3 separate regions of the Zea mays genome follow, and all the other regions are linked to region 2. The links are chromatin contacts, called in public Hi-C maps. All regions are on one chromosome and are shown on one strand. The core of a region is the stretch at or near the end of the contact, and the rest is flanking DNA. Distances in the headings are between cores, read along the strand shown. Region 1 holds the start of LOC100285926 (TMV response-related protein). Region 2 holds the start of LOC100283349 (chaperone protein dnaJ 16). Region 3 holds the start of LOC103629948 (clumping factor A).

What was found. A called contact is a pair of places that touch in the nucleus more often than the background predicts.
Region 1: a Hi-C map of leaf shows a contact between it and region 2, with 6 times the contacts expected there. The contact joins the promoter of LOC100285926 here to the promoter of LOC100283349 in region 2. A contact is called at or near these places in 2 of 25 Hi-C or Micro-C datasets (leaf and tassel).
Region 3: a contact with region 2 is called in a Hi-C map of ear, with 3 times the contacts expected there. The contact joins the promoter of LOC103629948 here to the promoter of LOC100283349 in region 2. A contact is called at or near these places in 7 of 25 Hi-C or Micro-C datasets (ear, endosperm, leaf and 3 more).

Annotation. Positions count from the first base shown.
Region 1 is chr6:125,416,479-125,420,414 of Zm-B73-REFERENCE-NAM-5.0, reverse strand. LOC100285926 (TMV response-related protein) reads left to right here and starts at 1,304. Exons shown (of 1, transcript NM_001158815.2): 1 at 1,304-2,675. The coding sequence starts at 1,505. The coding sequence ends at 2,410. LOC100277897 reads right to left here and starts at 91. Exons shown (of 8, transcript NM_001151346.2): 1 at 1-91.
Region 2 is chr6:125,269,391-125,273,099 of Zm-B73-REFERENCE-NAM-5.0, reverse strand. LOC100283349 (chaperone protein dnaJ 16) reads left to right here and starts at 1,559. Exons shown (of 11, transcript NM_001156250.2): 1 at 1,559-2,119; 2 at 2,462-2,585; 3 at 2,658-2,740; 4 at 2,834-2,945; 5 at 3,021-3,125. The coding sequence starts at 1,950. It overlaps LOC107275233, which reads left to right. Exons shown (of 5, transcript NM_001320505.1): 5 at 32-407.
Region 3 is chr6:125,021,439-125,025,382 of Zm-B73-REFERENCE-NAM-5.0, reverse strand. It overlaps LOC103629948 (clumping factor A), which reads left to right and starts at 2,445. Exons shown (of 5, transcript XM_008651048.3): 1 at 2,445-2,865. The coding sequence starts at 2,725. It also overlaps the pseudogene LOC111589709.

The DNA.
Region 1 (3,936 bases), core at 55-2,554, 150 kb before region 2:
CGCGGCGGCGGCGGCGGCGGCCACAAGCACGCGGCGGGGCCTGGGAATTGGGATGGGGTTTGTGATGTGGATTAGTGTGGATACTGTTTTTACATAGAAGCGTATTGCTCACAAGGTTTATCAGACGCCCCGCAGGCGAATTAAGTCGCATCAAGTCGCAGCTAAACGCTTTGTTTCTGCTCTCTGGCTTCCATTTATCTCTTCTCTCGACTCGGTTCTTATGTCTCGTCTGTATGTACAGTAATATTTAATACAGAGACTTTTAGGGGTGTTTGGTTTAGGGTTTTGGTTTAAAGAATCACTCCATCCAAGATAAGGTAATGCATCATTATTTTATTCCTCAAATTTGGTAGGATGATCCAATTCCTAATGTTATTACTAACTAACTAACTATGATGAATGAGATGGTGATAGATCAACTTATTTTATTCCATAAATCAAAAACGTAAGGAGTGAGAAGATGATGGACTGGATTCTTCCTCAAATCAAACACCCTATTAAGGTGTCTAAAGAGATTTTTGCACAAAAAAACTCGCGGTGGAATTGTTATTCGTGAAGAGACGTCTCTGTCTCGTAAATCAAGTAGCAACAGATGTCTCACTCCTATTGTACGAATTTGTCTGTTTTATCGATCCAACGCTATACAGACGCATTTACTTCTGTTTTTATTAGTGAACTACATTTATAAACACTCCAGTGTATAATTGAGTCTCTTAGAGCATCTACAAGATACTCTTTATTTTGTCTCTTTATTTAACCCTTTATTTGTCTCCATAAAGATTAAACTCTATATAACATCTAATTTCAACAGACTCTCCGACATGCAAGTTAGTTTGATTTGCGAGAGTTGCTAGCTAAATTTGGCTAGTGAGTGAGTCAATTTAAAGAGCCGGATAATTTAACAAGTTAAATGGCTAGCTTGTTGGAGATTTATTTTGATATTAAATAACTAAAATTTAGCTTGACAAACTATTTAGCTAACCTATTGAAGATGCTCTTAGACTCTTAGTTGTGTCTTGTGATGCCCTTAGAGCATCTCCAAGAGACTAGTTAAATGGCTCGTCAAGCCAAATTTTGGCTATTCAACAGCAAAATAATTCTTTAACATACTAGCTATCTGACTCGCCGAGCTGTATGACTCTTTAAATTAGTTTTCTCACTAGTAAAATTTAGCTAGACACCTAACTAGCAAAACTAGATAAATAATCTGTTAGAGTGAGATGTTATATATATATATAGTGTAATTTTTATGAAAAAGTAAATAGAAAGTCAAATAAAGACCTAAAAATAAATCGAGATCGCCACATTTGGACAACCACGAGCAAGAGCAACTAACGGGTGGGCCCACCCGGAAGCGACTTGCACAAGTCGCCAGCCGGGCCACCCCCTTCGCCTACCTCCCCTGCCGGCGCTCAGATCCGCCGCCCCGCAGCACCCTCCCGCGCCGGCAGCAACCACGACAGACAAGCAGCCCGGCGCGCGGCTAGCTCACACCCTTCGCACCATGCCGGGTCTGGTCGCCTACTCGGGCCTCGGTCTAGGCCTCCTGGCCCTCGCCGCGCTCGAGTCACTGCCCCTCCGCGTCCCGCCGCTCCGGTCCCTCCCACGCCGCCTCACCACGCCGCTGCACCTCCGCCATCTCCTCGCCGCGGCCGTCTCCGCGCTCTGCCTCATCTCCGCTCTCGTCTCCGCGCACCACCTCTCGCTCCCCACGCTCGCCGCCTCGGCCCTCTTCCTCCTCTATTCCCTCGCACCCTTCGCGCCGCTCGCGGCGCCGCTGCCCTCCCCCCTCCTCGATCTCCTCCTCGCCGCCGCCTTCGCGCAGGAGCTGCTTCTCTTCGCGCACCGCCGCCCCTCCACCGCGGCTGGGATCGAGAACCGGTACTTCGACCTGCTCCTCGTCCCCATTGCGCTCTGCCTCGGCGCCACGCTGCTCGCCGCGCACCGGCCAGGGGAGCCCGCGCCGCGGATCGCCCGCGCGGCGGGCCTGGCGCTGCAGGGTACGTGGATGCTGCAGATGGGCTTCTCCTTCTTCACCAGCGCCATCGCGCAGGGCTGTGCGCTCCACGCCGCCAGCCGCGCTGACTACACCATTAAGTGCCGCACCCACGAGGATTACCACCGCGCGCGGTCCGTCGCCACGCTGCAGTTCAACGGACACCTCGCACTGCTTGTGATCGCCGGCGCGGCCGCTTACGCAGCAGTCCTATCCAGGTCAAACCGACCTCCGAGCGGGTACAGTGCTCTGGACAAGGAGGTCCAGATGGAGGGGATGCCGATGATGTCACAGTTCACACTGGATTCGGATGAGGAGAAGGAAGAGGAAGTGATCACCTCTACAGCAGCTCCAGTGGCAAATGGCGGGGAGTCCCATGACGAGATCCCACTGCACGAACCAGGTTCCAAGTGACGGAGATGAAATCTGGGCTGTTCTTCTGTCGATTAGCCAAGTGGAGGAGGGTGTCGACAGAGCTGGCACACTGGGGCTTCATGTTTGTGTGTTTTGGTACATCATTTTAATATGGGTTTCACTTTCTGATATTTGGTTAATATGTGGAAAGAAATCTTGCTTAGTTTGATCTGCATAGAGTTTATATCTGTGAAATATTGTAATTTGTTGGGTTCAGAACTTCAGATAGATCTTTCAGAAATAAAGTTAACACACTTGGAGATCATTGTTTTCTCCACTTATTTATTGTCTAACTAATTGACACTTGCTTCTGTTTCTTTTTAACGATATTTTAGAAGTCCCACGGCATAGATTTATCTGTTCTGAGTTATGTCTTTCTTTTTGCTGCTAGTGAAATGATCAAATTATTCTTCGAAGAACTTAGATTAGTCGATAATGTGCTACTCTGTGAATTTTGTAATTGTTATCTTTTCTTCACAAGATATTGATACCCTTAGTCCTTGGGATAATAGGTTTGAAATTTGTTAAACACATTTGGAATCTGATATCTCAAAGTGCTGCAACCCCTTAGAGGCAACTGCAACTAGTCACACTTGGGAGAGGAGCATTTGCTGGGATTGATGTGAACCAATCTACCAGGTATCAGCTGCCTGTGGATACTGGTAGTGGTATGGGTGATACATTCATGACCATGGTGGCATCAGTTGGTCCCATCCAATACACAGTGTGGCATTGCTGACTTTAGATCATCAAATGAGTCGAAATCTATCCTCGTGGTGGAGGGGATATAGGGCCGCTAAACAGTACATGATGTTGTAACTTCTTTCTAGTGAACCGGTGGTAGTTTGTGCCTAGGTATTTGGTTTCGAAAGCATTTAGGTGATGTGAAATGAATTGTACATTCTTGTCTTGGTTGTTATGGCGTCCGTGCAGCATCGCTTAAGTGTTAAGGTGCTGGTGGTCGGACACCACGGCCAAAATTATCCATCATTATTGTATAGTTTGATTAATTTGATAGCTCGCGAGCCAAAACGAGCTGGCTCGGTGGACCAGCGAGCTCGAAAACGAGGTTTGGCTCGGCTGGCTCGAGGCTTACGAGCCGGCTCTTCTAGCCCTAGCAGTGTGGCAGTGGGGTGAAGTGGGCAGGCGTGGCATGGCTAGTGGGCAGATAGCTCTGAGGGAGGGGAAGCGCTAGGATGGGCGAGTCGAGAGAGGGGGAGGGGGAGAGGTAGGGAGGAGGGAGAGAGGGCCAATCATGGCATGAGGCGTATAGAGGAGGCGATGGTGTGCCCGAGGAGAAAGCCAACCAGAGGGTGTGAGGGAGGGAGAGAGGGCCAACTAGAAGCAGTTGAGTTGGGCATGTCTCGTTCAGTTGGTCCGTATTCACAATCTAGGCCAAACATAGATGGATGAATATGCCTAGATGGAAATCTTGAGTGTTGAGAATGTGAATGTAATGTTGTCTTGTGCATGGTTATTAAGATGGTAAGACGAAGCGATTAGAGATCCTATCATCGATTGGTATA
Region 2 (3,709 bases), core at 310-2,809:
TCTAATGCACGTTATTTCTTGTGATTTCCAGAGCAGGCAGTAGCTGGGGGCGTTCAAAAGGCTCTGCTGTGTTTGATTCGGCAAATGCTTTATCACAATCGGTGCAAACTTAGCTGAATGCTACCGCCCCACTTGTTTGAAAAGGACGTCTGCACTTGAGTTCAACTGTGTAAACCTGGGAGCTTTGGATGGAGGACTTGTGGATCCTTGATGCGCATTTGTTGCAAATGCTTTGGATTGAAGCAGAGCAATGTACCATACCATGCTGGCATGCGATCTAAGTGGCCGGCGGCTTGCTTCATGCTCACATGAAGTTTAACTACCATCACCATCGGTTGCAGCTTCAAGTTTGGTTCGGTTGTAATGAAACGGATTCTCATATGTTAAACCTGAGAGCCTTCTGTTAAGCCTTGTTTGAGTACTCTAGTATTCACCTCAATCCACGTTTATTAAAGTTGATTGAGGTGTAAATTAAACTAATTTACATCATAGTCCAACTCAATACATGTGGAATGAGATGAATACTAGCGTGAAACTCTACCATTTTGACCTTTCTCTGGGTAGTAGTAACCGATTTTAGGGTGCATCTTCAGACACTCATGAATCATGATCAAGTGCTACCATCTTTGCTTCGAGTGTTGAACATTAGCATCAACAGAACAAAAAGAGAAAAGGACAGAAGAAAGTGCTGTTAGGCCCTGATTGGTTGAGTTTGCAGGGTTGTTTATGCCCAAGCAAAGCGGCTGTTTTTGGAGCTTGCTTTTTTAGAAGCAACTGCTTTTTCGTAGTATATTTTTAAAAGCATCTCAGACCCTCTTTTTGGCCTTTTCCTTTTTAAAATAAACAAAATAAAGAACTATTTTTATAGTCTTCTGAAGAGAGATAAAAATAGAAATTCTATTCTAGTTTCAACTAAATATGTTATAGCCTTTTCATAGCTAACGCATATTTTACAGCAGCTCTATCATTTCGAATTCTTTAAAAATATTTCGAAAATATAAGTAAATGAAACTACACAGGGTGCTTGTGCTTTACTCTATTTTATTTTCATGTTCTTATGAAGGATTCTTTCCTTTTTGTGTTGCTCCCTCCTCTCTGTTCGACTGTTCGTCGTGAAATTCAGGTCAGGTACGATGCAACCGGGCAGGTGCAGACAACGGCAAAGATAAACAAAGAGCTGCAATGGCCAATGGCAATCTCCTGATTGCTTATACTGAATTACACTCCACGTAAACAAAAACATCATATCATACGATCGCAAATTTGGTGGGTGTTGTCGCTGCCTGTGGGGGCCCACTCGCTAAATCCAAGTACTTCGGGCCCACCTGTCACCATCCATCAGCCATCTTGGCCCCGCCCGCAGGCCGCAGACTAGAGAAGACAACAGCAGCTGCTACAAAGTTGTCCGCTAGTTCTAGATACTGACATACGAGCCCCACAAAACAGTGGCCCAACTGCCATTCACGTGCATGGCAGCAAGGGGTCTACCGGCTAACGCCACAATGCCACACAACACAACCTCCGGCTCCGAGCCCGCAGCCCCGCACTGCTCGAGAGGCCCGGGCCGCCCAGCACGCCGGTGCCTGCCACCAACGCCCACTGCGCCCGGGCCCCGCCACGAGGTACACCTAATCTGTCACCTCCCCCACCGCACCTCCGTAGCCTCTTCAATCTCGCCGGCCACCTCACGTCCTCACCTCGCGTGGCCTCCCGTTCTGACTTCGGAGTCCCTCGGTCTCAACGACTAGTTGAGAGCTCGCGGCTCCGTTCGGGCGAGGGGAGGAGGTTCATGAGGCTGCTGTAGGCTCCGTTGCAGCCGCCGCGGGCGGGAGTCCGTGATTTTGGACGCCCCACCGCGGCAAGATCCGGAAGCGCGTTGGCTGTTGTGCCGTGAGTTTCAGTTTCGGTGGTCGATTGCTTCAGCCTGCTGAGAAGTAGGAGGGGCGGCCATGGCGGGGTCGAGGTTCGGGTCGTTCAAGTCGGAGAAGGGCGACTCCGCCTCCGCAGCGGCGGCAGCGGGTGGAGCGGCGCAGAGGAGGGACCCGTACGAGGTGCTCGGGGTGGGCCGCACCGCCACCGACCAGGAGATCAAGAGTGCGTTCCGACGCATGGCGCTCAAGTAAGGCCGCCACCTCTCCGCTCAGATTCAATCGCCTCCCGACCTTCGCACCTATACTTGTGCTGCTTTTCTTGTCTCTCTCTCCCATCCCCCCCCGCCCCCGCCCCTCTCCCTCGTTTGGTGAAATTTTGTGCCAAAACAGGCTCAGTTTTGGCGAATTCTGTCACATATGTTGCGTGTGCACTTTTTTGGTGAGGTTTCCAATTATGTTTGAGCACCCTTGGTTTCCCCTTCCTCTTTGTGACTTGCGAGCCATTTTTTGTCTGAACATTGGGCTGCCTAACGGTAGCCTGGTTTAGGATAGCACTCATTATGGTGTTTCCTTCTGGTGAATTGCGGCAGGTACCATCCGGACAAGAATGGCGATGACCCTGTTGCATCAGACAGGTTCCAGGAAGTCACATTCTCCTATAACATCCTGTCAGATCCCGATAAGAGGCGGCAGTACGATACATCAGGATTTGATGTAATTCACACAGATAATTGGTGTATTATGTCCCCTTACTTTATTATTTTATAACATTTGCATTTTCTTCAGGCAATCGAATCTGATAGTCAGGAACTGGAGCTGGACTTGTCGAGTCTCAACACTGTAAACACGGTGTTTGCAGCTCTTTTTAGGTAAAGCTTGTAAATGATGCAATATTTTTTCAAATCTTTGCTAGTTTGCAGTGCTGTTGTGTGACACTTTGTGTGCGTGCACGATACATGCAGTAAGCTTGGTGTGCCAATTAAAACAACTGTTTCAGCTACAGTTTTAGAGGAGGCATTGAATGGTTCGGTTATGGTTTCTCAACTCCAGCTAGGAAACTCAGTGCAGAGAAAGGTTGGCAGCCAGTCGTTTGCAATGTTCCTTTTTTCCTTTTTAATAATTAAATAATTGATTGTCACATGTGGCCAGGTGGAAAAGCAATCGGCCCATTTCTATTCTGTGGATATAACTGAAAAACAAGCTAAAATGGGGCTAGTTTGTCGTGTTCACTCAAACGATAAAAGCAAATTCAAGGTTTGTAACTGTTTCTTAATTTATCTGCACTATTTAAGTACATTTCTTGTGGTCTTGGTGTTTTGGTATTTTTATCTACCTTTTCTAGTATTCTTTTTATTGATTCTGTGCCTTGTATTTTTGTTGTCCTCTGTTTGGTTAGCTTTGAATGTTTCATATTTGTGAACTGTGATACTAACAATCTAGCTTCCAGTTCCACACAGGTTCCCAGCTACATACTACATTTGATGTTTATGTCTAAAATGTAGCTGATATATCATTGAATACTAGGTCAACAACTCGTTCTGCATTCAAAACCAAATGCATCTTAATTTCTTGTAGCAGGTGCTTAAAATGGTTTGGAAATTTTCATGGTTTCAAAGGTGTCCAGGCGAGTGCTGGGTCCACCTGGAATCCTAGTGGACGCCTTTGAAATAGAGGGATTTTAAATGGCGTTGCATAGAGAGGCTGGGTTTGATGTTCTATTTTCCCCTGTAGAACCATATTTAAAATGAAATGCAGGGCTTGCATTGGATTATATTTGGAATCTATGTGTCTCAACAGATCTGAATGATACGGAAATTTTAAGTGTTACCGAAATGCAT
Region 3 (3,944 bases), core at 1,196-3,695, 250 kb after region 2:
ATATTGACTCTTTATAAATAATTTGTGCAATATTGATAATGATTGGCACACTAATTTTGTATATTATAATGATATTTGTCGTTTCATATCTATATTTATATAAAAAAATTTACTCCCGTCGTAACGCACGGTCACATAACTAATGCTCTAGTAAAGGTTTAAACCATTGGCCCCAGCAATCTGGACAGGGGCACGAGGGTTAGAACGCCCCCATGAGAGGCCGCTGATGGCATATCGACGCATCACCGAATAAGGATGTCTCAGCACATTGTGTACATGATCGTACAAAATATTGTTTTTTATTATAGACTAGACTATTTATAAATTGAATTTTAAAATGTGAAATAGAATATGAAAACGAGGGATCCATGGTTGGCGCGCTCGTGCGAGCACGAACCGTGCAACCAGCTGAGCAGCATGATTGCTCTCACTTGCGGCACCCATCCCAGCACCAGCAGTAGCCAGCAGAATCTGCAACAAAAGGCTGTCGCCCACCAGCCGAATATCCGTCCATCGCGGCGACGGGCACCAGCGACCCCGAAAAACAGAACAGCCTCTGCGCTTTACAGGCAGCACGGACGGACGGACGGACGCTGCTCCGATCCACGGCTCCACAGTCCACACCCACACCCCACGTCAAAAGGTTGTCCGGAATCCCGAATTCCTGATGTCGAAGAGGAGAGCAAGGACGGAAGATGGGATTGCTGGTGCCTCCAAAGTCCAACTCCAAACCATGGCGGTTGGCGGGCCACTGCAGGCCCGCCGGCCGGATAGAGAAGCGGCGAGCGTGCCAGCGCGGGAGGCCTCGCCATTGGTTGGGCGTCGATGTGCTGGGACCTGGGGACTGGGAGAAAAAATGTCGACGCGGTGCACCAGCCGGCCGCCGGGTGGGGGAGGGGACGGCAGAAAAAGATCGTCGCAGGCCCACTGACTGCGCTGTGAGCTCGGATGGAATGGAGAAAGAAACAAGTACGGCCACAGGTTCGTGTCCACCGCTCTCCCGCTTGTTGTTTTGACATGTGGGTGCTGTAAGGTGGGTCCGACGTGTCATCCGGAAGGGAGGATGCTTGTGATAGGTTCAGGGGGCATGGAACGGAACAAGCGCTAATCATATCGATGGGTGTGGTGTGGTATGGTAATGCTACAAGCGCACAGGAAAATGCACCTGAAGGCAAGATATGCACCAGTGCCAAACACTCTAAAAAGCTCCTTTGTGACTGCAGCGAGTCTCCCTTTGTATATATAATATCTATCTATCTCTATTTATATCCATATCTACAATATTTAATATTAAACTGCTTTACACCTCATAATGTCTCATATATGATGCAGACTTATATAAATCTGAACAATTTATGTCTAGCAATATTACGGAGTCCGGGTCCACTTTAATGATCACGCTTTGAAATAAAGGTTTTTGTTTGACCTTTTTTTCTTTCAAAATCTATATGTTATTCCTTTAAAGCACGAGTTTTGACGTTGTACGTCACGCGCGAGCCACGTAGAGTGGATCTGATTTTCTTACTCACGTCTCGCCTACTAACCAGACTGTTACTACCTAAATGGGACATGAGAAAACATTCAAACTCAATATGGATACGAAGCCACACGCATCACAACACTCTCGGATAGCTAGCTGTAGAAGGACGAGCGACCGAGTGAACTATTAAAAGGGGCAGGTCACCTTTTCAACTTATATCTTTCTTAGCCTTTTGGCTTAGATAAAGTATATTATTTGTCGTTTTAATATCTGATATGTGGGTCAGATGCCAACTTTAATTTTAAATTTATTTTTATGGGAAGGATTCACTTTGATTTTTAATTTATTTTTGTGGGAAATGTCCATCATACTGCCTTGCCACTAGATCTCTCAGGCGTCATACAACTCTTACACTATAATTAGCATACCGTCACAATGCACAAATATTGTACCACAGTATCCCTAAAATCCTTAAAACTCCTGTAAAGCACTAGTTTCCCTAGTTTCCACTGTCGCCTTTTTATAAAGTTCTTATACCTTTCTAACCTAACCCGCGGTCCACCGTCATCATGCATTGTAAAGTGACGTGAGCCGTTATCTCGGTCGTGAGAAAACAGTCAATTCCAACACAACATGAAGACACATGTAACACAACGCTCCCGGATAGTATTATATCACTAGCTGAAGGTGGACGAGCGTCTAACTTAGTTATAAAAAAAGAAACATGCCTTCTTTTTAACTCATATATTTCTCGACGTTTTGGCTAAGCTAAAGTGCAATATCTATAGTTTAAGATCTAGTATGTGAGTCATATACCAAGGCCTACTTTAATTTTATTTTTTTTGTGTGGAGAGACCATTACACTGCTTTGCCACTAGTTCCTCGCGTGTTGTGCCATTAACAAACGTACGGGCATTGGAGTATCCCTAAAATCCCTGTAGGTGGCCTGCGTTGTGCCCGTAGCAATTCCGATCTCTTTTGACAAAAGCAGGCGGGAGTGCACACCTCAGACCGCACCAACTCGCCGTCCGCGCTTCCGCTATTCTCCCAGTCCCACGCCTCTCTCCCTGCACCACAGGCCCGCCTGAGCTGTGCTGCCCTCTCCTTCCATTTCCACACTCGCCAATCATCCACCCCATCCATCGCCGTCGCCTCTTTCTTCCCCCCTCTCTTCTTCTCCCTCCCCGATCCTTCGCTTCTCTATCGCGAGCACGACGGAGCAGGAGGGCGGCGACAGCAAGGGGATGTCGGGGGCGTGGGGCGGCACCACGCAGAAGTGCGCGTCGTGCGGCCGGAGGGTGTACCCCGTCGAGGAGCTTGCCGCCGACGGCCGCGTCTATCACCGCCCCTGCTTCCGGTGCCACCACTGCAAGAGCACACTCCAGGTCTCTCTCTTACCCCCCTCCCCTCCCTTCGTTTCCTCCCCCCTGCTTGCGCATGGACTCTTGGGGCGTTGTTGAGCACAGTCTTGTTACGGAGCAAAAGTTCAAGCGTAGGATGGGTCGCACGGTTACCTGGTGCTTTTGTGAATCGGCCTATTATTGCGAGCGCCACTGAACTCAGAGTAGCTGGGCTGTCTTGTCTTGCTTTGTTGTCCTTGCTTCGAATTGCTTGGCTACTGCTTCAGTTGATGTACTTTCTTGGTCTGGTCTGGTTTGTCAGTTAGGTTGCATGATCATGTCGTCTGCGATTGTGCACGATTATTACTTGTTGCGCGTTGAATTTGTACTGGTTCTTGCTTCACAGCGAACTGGGTACAAGAACAAGTCGTAAATAGGGAGTACACAGGGTACAAAAATTTGCTGTTTCATCTCAGCAAGGGTGCGCCATCAGTGAACTTTTCTCTTGCAACCACCTGGCAAAGTGCGTGTGCTAACTGATTAGTTGAGCGCATGTTTACCTCTTCAGCTGTTCCCTTGTGGTTGGATGAGTGCCTAATGACAATTGATCTTAACTTTTTTATGATAATGTAGGAGTGTGAAATAATGTCATTATCTAAATATTTCTGTCCTTCTATTAATATAATATGCATTTACCTTTTTGAGGAATTCATCTCCATAGGCTACTGATGTGGCATATCTGTCACTTTTAACAGTGTCTTGCTATATCATGATCTCTTTGTACTTGCTTTCCCTTGCACATGGCATAGCTGTCATAATTCTCGTAGGCAGTTGACATCTAATCATGTAATAATGCAGTGCAAGACAAATGCCTTTCCCATATGGATGTAGTTTTGGTACCCGATCAGTCATGCTTTCATTATTTCTTGAGAACACGTTGTTTGGTACACCTGTACCTTAATTCATAGATTTTTAATTTTGCTGAGAGCAATAATGATCATTGTGAATCTCTTGTGCTACAGTCATACTATTGGGCATCCGTGCTATCTTTTCTTATTTGCAGCCAAAGCTACATGTGTGAAACTGAAACCTTACCAGACTAATACTAGTTCTTGACAGTGAGA